Regions from separate parts of the Callithrix jacchus genome. Here region 2 is linked to region 1. The links are chromatin contacts, called in public Hi-C maps. All regions are on one chromosome and are shown on one strand. Each heading gives the region's core, a stretch centred on a gene start, on an enhancer-like site or on the middle of the called end of the contact. The rest is flanking DNA. Distances are from core to core; before and after follow the strand shown.

Region 1 (5,473 bases), core at 1,497-3,996:
GTCTCAATTAGATCCACAGCCACTGTTGACCTCCATAGAGGACAGGGGTTCTGTCTATTTTGTCCGCTGCTGTATCCCCAGGACTGAGAACATTACTTGCCACATAGAAGGGAGGGCTCAGTAAATATCTGTTGAATACATTTTAATAGCTTCCTAAATAACTAGCTTTCAGCCCTGTCAATTTCAGTCTTCTTGCCCTCATGGTTTCTTGTGCAATACGAGGTAATTTCCCTGAGTCCATCCTTCCCATACAAGACAGACTTTCAGCTTCTTAGCAAGACAATCATGGCTTTTCAGGGCCCGACCCAACTGACCCACCAGAGTCACCTTCTGCCACCAAACTACTCGGAGCCAAGGCACTTTAAAGAGCTCACAGTTCCCTGCGTTCTTGCCTCTCTTCTGCCCTCTGCCCTCTGTCTGGCTCCCCTTGTGTCCTGGCAAACTTTCACTGGACAGATCAATGTCCAGATTAACTATGACGTCCTGTGTCATACGAACCGTTCCCTCCTCCGAGCACCCAAGAACACTGCATTTCCACCTCCTCTGCCCATTCTGAAATTACTGCTATCATCTTCTACCCATCTGTTTTCTCTCTCCTTTATTCTTACCAGAGAATGGCACACAGCAGGCTTGCATTTGTTGAGATGAAATGAAAATATAGCATAATGAGGTATTCTTAAGTCTAGCACCTGGAAAATGCTTTCTGCTGTGCAGGTGACTAACTCAGCATGCTAGTATTGTTAGGAGTTTCTCTACAGTTCCACGGCATTCACTTCCAGAGTCTCGAAATCCAATTTTCTAACTTATTTGAAAACTTAGAAGTGCTTTTTTTTTCTGTCACTACGAAGCCATCTGGGTATTACTTCACAAGACAGATTCTAATAATCCTCATACATGTGTCAAAGTGGAAACAATGAAAACTTTTAAAATAATTTTTTCTTTCTAAATGAAATATGTTCTTTTTTGAGATGGTGTCTCACTCTGTCACCCAGGCTGGAGTACAATGGCATGATCTCGGCTCGCTGCAAACTCCACCTCCTGGGTTCAGGGGATTCTCCTGCCTCAGCCTCCTGGGTATAGCTGGCATGTGCACCACCATGCCTGGCTAATTTTTTGTATTTCAGTAGAGACAGGTTTCACCATGTTGACCAGGATGGTCTTGATCTCCTGACCTCATGATCCACTTGCCTCGGACTCCCAAAGTGCTGGGATTACAGGCATGAGCCACTGTGCCCGGCCAATATTTTTAAAAAAGAGTTTTTTTTTTTCCTTTTCCTTTGGATTTTCTATTTCATAAATTCCAAAGAATATATATGAAATATGCCAAATTTCTATAAAACAGAAGTGTAGTTCACGGCTAGAATATGTGTGCATCTCTACCTAACTTAGAGCAGGGTTTTGGCAGGACACAATACTGTATCCAGTTGCCTTCGAGAATAAAGTTTGGTTTCTTGGGGAGGAAAGTTAGTTATATTCCCAGCATAATATGCAACCTAAAGGTTAGTTTATTAAAAAGAAGCTGCTATTTTATAGTGTTGTACATAATATATAAAGAACTCCTAAAACTGACCCAGTGGAAAAACAGATCGATTATGCCAGGACTTAAATCAATCACTGTCCTCTCTCTACAGGTCACCTTTAAACTTGCCTTGTCCACCCCAGGGCAATCCCTGGCCTTGCCGTCTGCCCTGGGATCTCTCCAGCGTTCCTCAAAACTGGGCCTGTCCTGAGAGGCTGCTTGGCCCACTAACTCCTCTCTCCCTGGGTCAAAAGAGCAAGGTGGGTTCTTCTGTTCACACTCTTACACCTTGTTAACAGATCCAAAGGCTTCTGATGTTCTTACACTGCCTTACTTTCTATGCTTTCATTTTCCATTTTCATTCTTACAAACAGTTCCGTGGCGTACATTTCCATACAGTAGTTTTCCTGGTGATAGAGGCCAGGCCTGAACCCGGGTTTCATTTTCTTTGAGTGATGTTTACTGCCTGTACCTAACACATTTTGATGGCAAAAACAATTCCTTTGGGGTTCTCGGCCTCATCAAATATCCTCTCTCTATAGTGTACACACTGCCCTAGACACAGCGGTCTGTGTGGATTCCCACCCCCTTGGAGAGGGATCACTCTGTGGTACCAACCCTGGGCACCTCATTCAGCTCGAGTAGTGTGGTCCCACGTCTCCCATAGGTGTGTCTGTAACCACCTCCTCTTTATGGCGAGGAACCGGCTGCGGAATCCTTCCCAGCCTGCGGGAGGACGTCACCTCCAAGCCTCTGGATGACCTGCAGAGGAGTCACCTGCAGTCGCCAGCCCGGCCCTGGACCCTTCCCGGGCCCATCCTCTGTTAACTACCCATCCTTTCCCACCAGGTCAGGACCTGCTGGGGCCTGGGAACCCTCCCAGGGCAGCTGTCCCGCGGGAGGGCCGCCCCACCTCTCGCCACCCTCACCCCGACAGACTCCGGGCCGCGGGGCAGGGCAGCGGGAACCGTTTTCTGGCCGGAGTAGTGCCCGCCGGGAAGGAGCCGCCGCCGCCTCGCCCACCCCTGCTACCCCCTGCCCCGGCTCACCTGCCACCCGGCTCGGCCTCGCTCAGGGTCACTGTTTCCTCGGCATCGTGCCGCCGGGAGAGGGCTCCGGACCGGGTTGTGATGATGACCAGGGCACCTGCTGCGGGGCGGCGGGGACAGCGGGGCTCGGGGAGCCTGGGGCTGACGTGCGGCCTCGCGACCCCGCCCAGAGCCACTCAGCTGACCGCGCGCCGCTCCCCTCCAGCTCCGGGGAATTTCCCGGGCCCCGCCCACAGGGGCCCCGCCCCCTTTTCCCTGCATCCGCCCCCAGCTTCCCACCCTCGCGGTTACTGCGGGGTCGACGCTAGGACCGGTGAGAACAGGGACTACGCTAAGGCGCTGCTGTGACGGCGTTAATAAAAATAAATCATCAATCAAATGCAGTGTGTGGAGCTGGTCTTCCCCGCGGATCCCTTAGTGGAAGCCAGAGCCGCAGGGGGGTCGCTGCGGCCCCTGGAAAGAGGAGGATCCCAGGCATCCTCGGAGGGAGGCCTCCATCTTTGTGCTTTTCTGAAAAAGGCTTACATCCAGACATAGTTAACTGAGCACATATAGCTTTCCACTCGTTTTTGCTTTAAAATAGACTAAAAAAGCAAAAAGCTTGTAGGATGTTTCTTGAGCTCTTGTTGCCGAAGAACAGGCTCCGCTAACCTCACGGCGCTCCAGGTGCCCGGCGCCGGGATTCACGGGTGCGCGGGGATCGCATCTGGGAAGCAGCCTCCCTGTCGTGGAGGAGGGAAGATGCCCCCGGATTAGACAGTTGGATGACAAGGTAGGAGGGAGAGCCGTCCTATGTGCATCCCGAGCACCTGGGCAGCGCCCCAGGGACGCAGTCACGGACAGGCGCTGCGTCAGATCGCGAGGTCAAGGCCTGGTTCAGGCGGTGCTGCCCGCCCCGGGACCCTCCTGCAGAAGGAATAAACAGAAATGAGTGCGAGGCCAGGTAGCCTGGGAGAAGCCTGGGGGCAGGTTTGTACGTGAGGCCAAGAAGGGCATGAAAGCCGGGAAGAACTAGATTTACGAAAGGAGGTGCCGGCGCCACCCGATTCCGTGAGAATGAGAGCACGTGGTTGCGCATCCACGCTGCTCACTGGTTAGAAGGAAACGCAAAGGACAGGGAGAGAGAGGGGAAAAAAAAATCCTGATCTGAAACAGGAAAATGCGGATGCGCCCTCTCCTGGTATCTCCAAAGGATTCCGCTTCGCTGTCTGCACCTCCTGCTGCCTGGCCAGGCCTGAACTTCAACCCTGCCCGAGAGGCTAACCCCAAGAGCTGGGAAGGGAAGGCAGGCAAATCAGCAACTGCCCGCAGACCCAATTCCGAGCCCTCGAGTTGGTGTAATGTAGGAGGGGCAGATGAGGCTAGAGGCTGCTTTATGAGGAGTCAGCCTTGGGGTGGAAGTGGGGAGAAATAGACAATTTAAAAAATTTTTTTAAAAATCAGTGCAGGAAAGAACTGATATTCATGAAAAGGGCTTGGAAAAATATATATAGAGAGAAATGGAATGACATTCTCTACTTTATGTTTAACTACTGGGATGATCCAGGCAGAAAAGACGATGTCACAGTTGTTTCCCGGGATCGATGGAGGATGGACCCTCAGAGGTCTGTAAGGGGCGCCTGGGGTAAGTCACACTTTACTAGGCTCCTTCTGTTATTTAAAACCCTATAGTTAGGGCGCGGTGGCTCACACCTGTCATCCCAGCACTTTGTGGGGGACCAAGGCAGGAAGATCGCTTGAGCCCAGAAGGGAGAGGCTACCATGAGCTATGATCAGGTGACTGCACTCCAGCTTGGGTGAGAGGGAGACTTTGTCTCAAACAAAATCAAAAATGAAAACAAAACAAACCTATCAAAGTGAATTAAAATGAGCATCAGCAAAGCTCTGAGCCATGGGAAGAAGGTCACGCACAAGCTGCCCATGGCTTTGGTGTGGGAGGCTTGAGGTGAGTTTCTGGTAGACAAAGCAGTCAAAGTCATTTTCTCCTGATCCCTTGCTCTCAGTGTGGGGGAGGAGGGGGCTTGAAGCACCGCGCGCCCACCCCCCAACTTCTTAGCAATAGGACCTTGGCCAAGTTACTTCATCTTACCCTTCCTCATTCCCTTTATCTGTAAAATGGGGAGTTTAGTACACTCTCAAATCCAGAAAGTTCTAAGGACCAAACCTCTTTTCTGACCTGACCCAGCTGATGGAAAGCTATTTACAGTCTTTGTTTAGATCCATTGGTGTGATTTTTAAACTTGTTTCATTGAAGAAAATTGATAGTTGATAGGAGAACTGCATCAGACCCTGTCAGGATGTTATGTGATATAAATCCCATGCATTGAACAGCCTTTTGAAAATCCCCCAAATTCTGGACTCTGAAGCAGAGGTTGCCCCAAAGGTTTATTTTATTATGTTGTTATATTTTATTTTTTGAGATGGAGTCTTGCTCTGTCACCCAGGCTGGAGTACACTGGCGTAATCTCAGCTCGCTGCAACCTCCACCTCCTGGATTCAAGTGATTCTCCTGCCTCAGACTCCGGAGTGGCTGGATTACAGGTGTGTACCACCACATCCAACTAATTTTTGTATTTTTAACAGAGATGAGGTTTTGCCATGTTGACTGGGCTGGTCTTGAACTCCTGACCTCAGGTGATTCACCCACCTCGGCCTCCCAAAGTGCTGGGATTACAGGCATGAGCCGCTGTGCCCAGCCACCCAAAAGTTTTAGATAAGGCATTTGGACTCACAGCCTTACCTAAGGATGCTGAGAGGATTAAAGAGGAAATATGTCTTCAACACCTAAAAAAATGCCGTGGTGCTGGTTGCCATTGCTTGTGTTAGAGCCAGTTCTGCTGCTTAGCCTGGATTGTCCTGTTTGGTGACTCTGTCCTCCCGCACACTTCCATGGAATCTAAATGCA
Region 2 (5,129 bases), core at 2,386-4,885, 150 kb before region 1:
TTTAAAACTTGTAACCAAATGACCTGACCTACAGTCATAACTATTCACAGAATTTTTGAATCTGGAGTTGATTACAGATAATTTTTCATTTATATAATGACATTTTCTTAAGCATATTCTATGCTCAAATGACTTTTTAAATGTTCTAAAACAAATTTTAAAGATAGGATTTCACTCTATCACTCAGGCTGGAGCACAGTAGGGGATCATGGCTCATTGCAGCCTGGAACCCTGAGCTCAAGCAATCCTCCTACCTCAGCCTCCAGCGTAGCCAGCACTCCATGTGTACCACTGCACCCAGCTATTTCTTTTTAAAATTTTTTGTAGAGACAAGGTCTTGCTATGTTGCCTAGGCTAGACTTGAGCCTCTTGCTTCAAGCAATCCTCTGTTTCGACCTGCCAAAATACTGACATTACAGGCGTGAGCCACCATGCCATGCTTGAACTATTTATTTATTTTTTTGTTTTTGTTTTTGAGACATGGTCTTGCCCTGTTTCCCAGGCTGGAGTGCAGTGGGATGATATTGGCTCACTTCAACCTCTGCCTCCTGGGCTTAAGCCTCTCAAGTAGCTGGGACTACAGGCGCACCACCACGCCCAGCTAATTTTCTTTTCTTCTTCCTTTTTTTTTTTTTTGAGACAGAGTTTCGCTCTTGTTGCTCAAGTTGGAGTGCAATGGTGAGATCCTGGCTAACTGCAACATCTGCTAGGTTCAAGCAATTCTCCTGCCTCAGCCTCCCGAGTAGCTGGGATTACAGGCATGCACCACAATGCCTGGCTAATTTTTGTATGTTTAGTAGAGACAGGGTTTCACCATGTTAACCAGGCTGGACTCAAAGTCCTGACCTCAGGTGATCTGCCCGCCTCAGCCTCCATAAGTATTGGGATGACAGGCGTGACCCACCTCGCCAGGCCAGTTTGAACAATTTAATCCAAAATTTAAAAATTCATTCTATTTTATTTAGCTGCTCAAATATGGCTATTAACAAATCATTTTTATATATGGGGGAAACTATTCCTTAGATCATTCTCAACTTGTCTGTAAGTTTACTTTCAGTATTTAAGTAAGCCAAGGACATTGCTTGAAGACAGGGGAAAAGCTAATTTTGAAGTAATCTTCAAAAGGCCAACTCTAATAAGAAATGAATAAATACCTAATACCAAAGGGGAAAGAAAATTTCATTCTTGCGATAATGTTTACATTCCATCCATGATCTGCTTCAATTGTTCTAAAATACTTTTATTTTAATAACACAAGTATTAAAGATGCCTACTTAGGGAATTTTCCAATAATCCAAATTGCTATTTGAAAGAAAACTTTACCTACGGATAAATTATTGTTTTAATTCTCCGTGATCTTAAATGAAAAATGTTAACCCAGCATCCCTCTAATTTTAAAAAGGCAGATAATAATTGCATTCAAGGATTCCCTTCATCTCTCGGTAAAAAGCATCAATTTGGGCTGGGTGTGGTGGCTCACGCCTGTAATCCCAGCAATTTGGGAGGCCGAGAAGGGCGGGTCACTTGAGGTCATGAGTTGGAGACAAGCCTAGCCAAAATGGTGAAACCTCGTCTCTAATAAAAATACAACAAATTAGCCAAGTGTGGTGGCGCGCCTTTAATCCTAGGTACTCAGTAGGCTGAGGCTGGAGACTCGCTTGAACCTGGGAGTGCAGTGAGCCGAGATCGCGCCACTGCACTCCAGCCTGGGCAACAGAGTCAGACTCTGTCTCAAAAACAATACAAAAAAAGGTATCAACTTAAATACATCCTTGTATAAATGCCGTGCAGGAGAGATGTCAGGGATTTTCACATAGTTGTGAAATAATGGCATTTTAAAGGTACAGTAAAAACACAGGTGTACGTAGCTTCGTTTCATTTGAATGTCTTTACTGGTCAGGAAACCCAATCACTGTCAGCGCGGGTCAAGTTCCCGATCTTTTAATAAATAAGGGTGATGAACTGAATTCACATCTTCAGTTTTTTTTCTCCTGGCAGCAGTGCCCGCATCTCACCAGGCGAGGGCAGTAAGAAGACGCCGCCTCGCCGTTACTCACGCGCGGAGGGGCGTTCCCAGGGGCAGAAAGAGGCGGACCTTCCACCTGCACCCGCCCCAGGCGCGGGGCTATGGTTCAAACCGTGACAGACATCAGAGTCCTTGAGAACCCCTGGCCACTCCTGCAGGGTCACCTTCCCGCGCGGGATGCCCAAGTAGGGCAGATGAGGTCGGGAACTCCTGGGGGATCCCGGGGCCTTCAGTTAGCCTGAGACCCTGGGGCGGGCGAAATCCTGGAGAATGCGGGAGGGACCCCTAGGGCGGCCAGCGTTCTCCCCGCCTGCGCAAACTGCAAGGAGCTGGGGATGCTGGCTGCCAGCCTTTCTCCTGGACTGCGACATTATCACCAAATTATATAAAGACGTCATGCAAGAAGTGATAACATGTGCTGCGACGTTCTGGAAGTAACTCTTGAAGCTAAAAAAAAAAAAAAAAAAAAAAAAGCAATGAAAAAAATCAAGAGTAAAGAGACAGTGAGATGCCATGTCAATATCTGTAGTTATGGAATAGAAAAGAAATGTTACAAAGTGCTCTGCAAGTTCTATAAGAAATTTACACCATACTGGCCTTTGTGCATCAGACAATTACTTCATTCATTTTTTTAAATGACCAAACTTATTCTAATATTTTGGGTTGGAATCCCACTAAATGAAATACCCCTTTTGAATGGCACATATGTCTTTTAGAGATGAATCTCAACATTTTTATTTTTATTTTTATTTTATTGAGACAGAATCTTGCTCTTTCGCCAGGCTGGAGTGCAGTGGTGAGATCTCGGCTCACTGCAACCTCTGACTCCCTGGTTCAAGCAATTATCCTTCCTCAGCCTCCCGAGTACCTGGGATTACAGGCACGCGCCACCACACCCAGCTGATTTATAAATTTTTAGTAGAGACGGGTTTCACCATGTTGGCCTGGATGGGCCCTATCTTCTGACCTCAGGCGATCTCGCACCTGGCTAAAAAGCTTTTTGTTTAAATAGGAGTTTTTATTCTTTCAGCTGTCAGTGGAAGGAGCAGTTACTTGGGTTGATATAGATGCAAGCCGTAACGTTAGGAGTGTGGGCCGAGGTACCCGCCCAGCCACTTGCTACTGGATGCCCTTGGGCTGGTCACTGGGCCCCGAGCCTCAGTGCGGAGGAGCTGGTGATAGAATAGTAACAGGGTGCGGGGCAGGGGCAATGACTCACGCCTGTAGTCCCAGCACTTTGGGAGGTCGAGGCGGGAGGCGGGGAGGAGTCTGACAGCCACCTGGGCAACATAGCGAGACCCCATCTCTACAAAAAATAAAAAATTAGCCCAAGAGTTCAAGGCTGCTGTGCGCTACGATGGCGCACAGCACTCCAACCTGGGCAACAGAGCAAGTCCTTGTCTCTTTTAGAATACGAAGAAAGAAAAGAAAGGAAGGAAGGATCATAGTGCCCCGCGAGGTTGCCCAGCGCGCAGACCCTGGCGGCAGAGGGTGTCCCCGCAGCGCTGCCCGCCAGACCCCGCCCCGAATCCCGCCCGCGTCCTGCCCGGGCCGCGCCTGGAGGCGGAGCCACCCGCGGAGCTAAATCGGGCAAAGGCCGGGCTGACGGGTCCCTGCGCCGCCGTCATGGAGCAGTCCCGCGCCGCCTCCCGCCTGCGGATCGTGCTGGGCCACCTCGGTAGCCCCTCGGCCCTGAACATCGAATCCTTTGCGCTGCGCGGGGCTCGGGCTGGACTTGGCTCCGGCGCCTGCGTGGTGGCCCCGGCCCGGGTGGAGGAAAGCCACCGGGGAGTAGGCATCCCGGCCCCGGGGCCTCCTCAACGCCGGGTCCCCGCTTGGGTCCCGGCTCCGGGAAGAGCGGGGAGGAGGCTGGGTCCTAGGAGGACACGCGCGGCCGCCGTGGGCTCGGGGCTGGTGCCGCGTCGCGCTGCCCTCCGGATTCCTGGGGGCCTCTGCTCCTCGCTTTGTGGAGACCGAGCGGTAGGAAGGTCGTTTCAGCTGCCTGAGACCTTGTGGGCTCGGCCGCGCGTGACCCTCGCCGCTGCCCGGAGACCCAGCGATGTCCAGGCTCACGGTGCAGAGGCGCGCAGGGCTGCCGGGAGGGAGCCGGGGCCGGCGGGACGGGGCCCTCCAGGCAGGAGCTGTCGGCCTCCCGGGTTGCGTTCCCTTACCTCCCTCCTGGACTATGGCCTTGTCACCGAGTTATATAAAAACACTATTAAGGGTTTGAGGTCCCGCGCGGGGGCACGTGCCACGCCTGTAGTCCCGGCGCTTCGTCAGGCCGGCCAAGGCCAGGAGTTCAAGGTTACAGTGAGCCGTGGTGGCCAGTGCACTCCGAAACAGAGAGAAACAGACAGAACCAAAGGGTTCCATGTTGCTCGATGAGAGTGACATTCCAAAAGTAACGGATTAAGCTAAAGAAACAAGGCGATCCTGTCAACAATCTGCAGTTACTGGATAGAAAAGAGATCTTTAAAAGGAATTTCTAGGGTTTTGCTTTTTTGTTTTTTTGTGTTTTTGAAACAGGATCTCACTGTCACCCAGGCTGGAGTGCAGTGGTGGTGGGATCTCTGCTCAATCCTGGGCTCAAGCGATCTTCCCACCTCAGCCTCCCAAGGAGCTGGGACTGCAGGGTGGCTCCACGACGCCTGGCTCATTGCTATTATTATTTTTTTTGTTTTTTGAGATGGAGTCTTGCTCTATCTCCAGGCTCACTGCAATCTCTGCTCACTGCAACCTCCGCCTCCCCTGCCTCAGCCTCCTGAGTGTAATTTGTTTTATTTACTTATTTTCTGAGATGGAGTCTCTCCCTGTCTCCCCGGCTGGAGTGCAGTGTCGCAATTGGCTCACTGCAACCTCTGCCTCTCTGGTTCAAGCAGTTCTCCTATCTTAGCCTCCTGAGTAGCTGGGTCTACCGACATACGCTACCAGGCCTAATGTTTTTATTTTTAGGAGAGACGGGGTTTCACTATGTTGGTCAGGCTGGCCTCAAACTCCTGACCTCAGGTGATCCACCCACCTCGGCCTCCCCAAATGCTGGTATTACCAGCTTGAGCCACCGCACCTGACCTAATCTGTATTTTTAGTAGAGACAGGGTTTCAC

The links. Hi-C and Micro-C count contacts between places; a contact is called where the count stands out from the background.
Region 2: a contact with region 1 is called in a Hi-C map of skeletal muscle, with 4 times the contacts expected there. The contact joins the promoter of PHYH here to the promoter of OPTN in region 1. A contact is called at or near these places in 2 of 3 Hi-C or Micro-C datasets (both in skeletal muscle).

What each region holds. Positions count from the first base shown.
Region 1 is chr7:14,177,571-14,183,043 of calJac240_pri, reverse strand. It overlaps OPTN (optineurin), which reads right to left and starts at 2,746. Exons shown (of 14, transcript XM_008999943.5): 1 at 2,569-2,746. It overlaps CCDC3 (coiled-coil domain containing 3), which reads left to right. Exons shown (of 11, transcript XM_078329480.1): 6 at 1,632-1,779.
Region 2 is chr7:14,330,854-14,335,982 of calJac240_pri, reverse strand. It overlaps PHYH (phytanoyl-CoA 2-hydroxylase), which reads left to right and starts at 3,635. Exons shown (of 9, transcript XM_054258464.2): 1 at 3,635-3,728. The coding sequence starts at 3,653.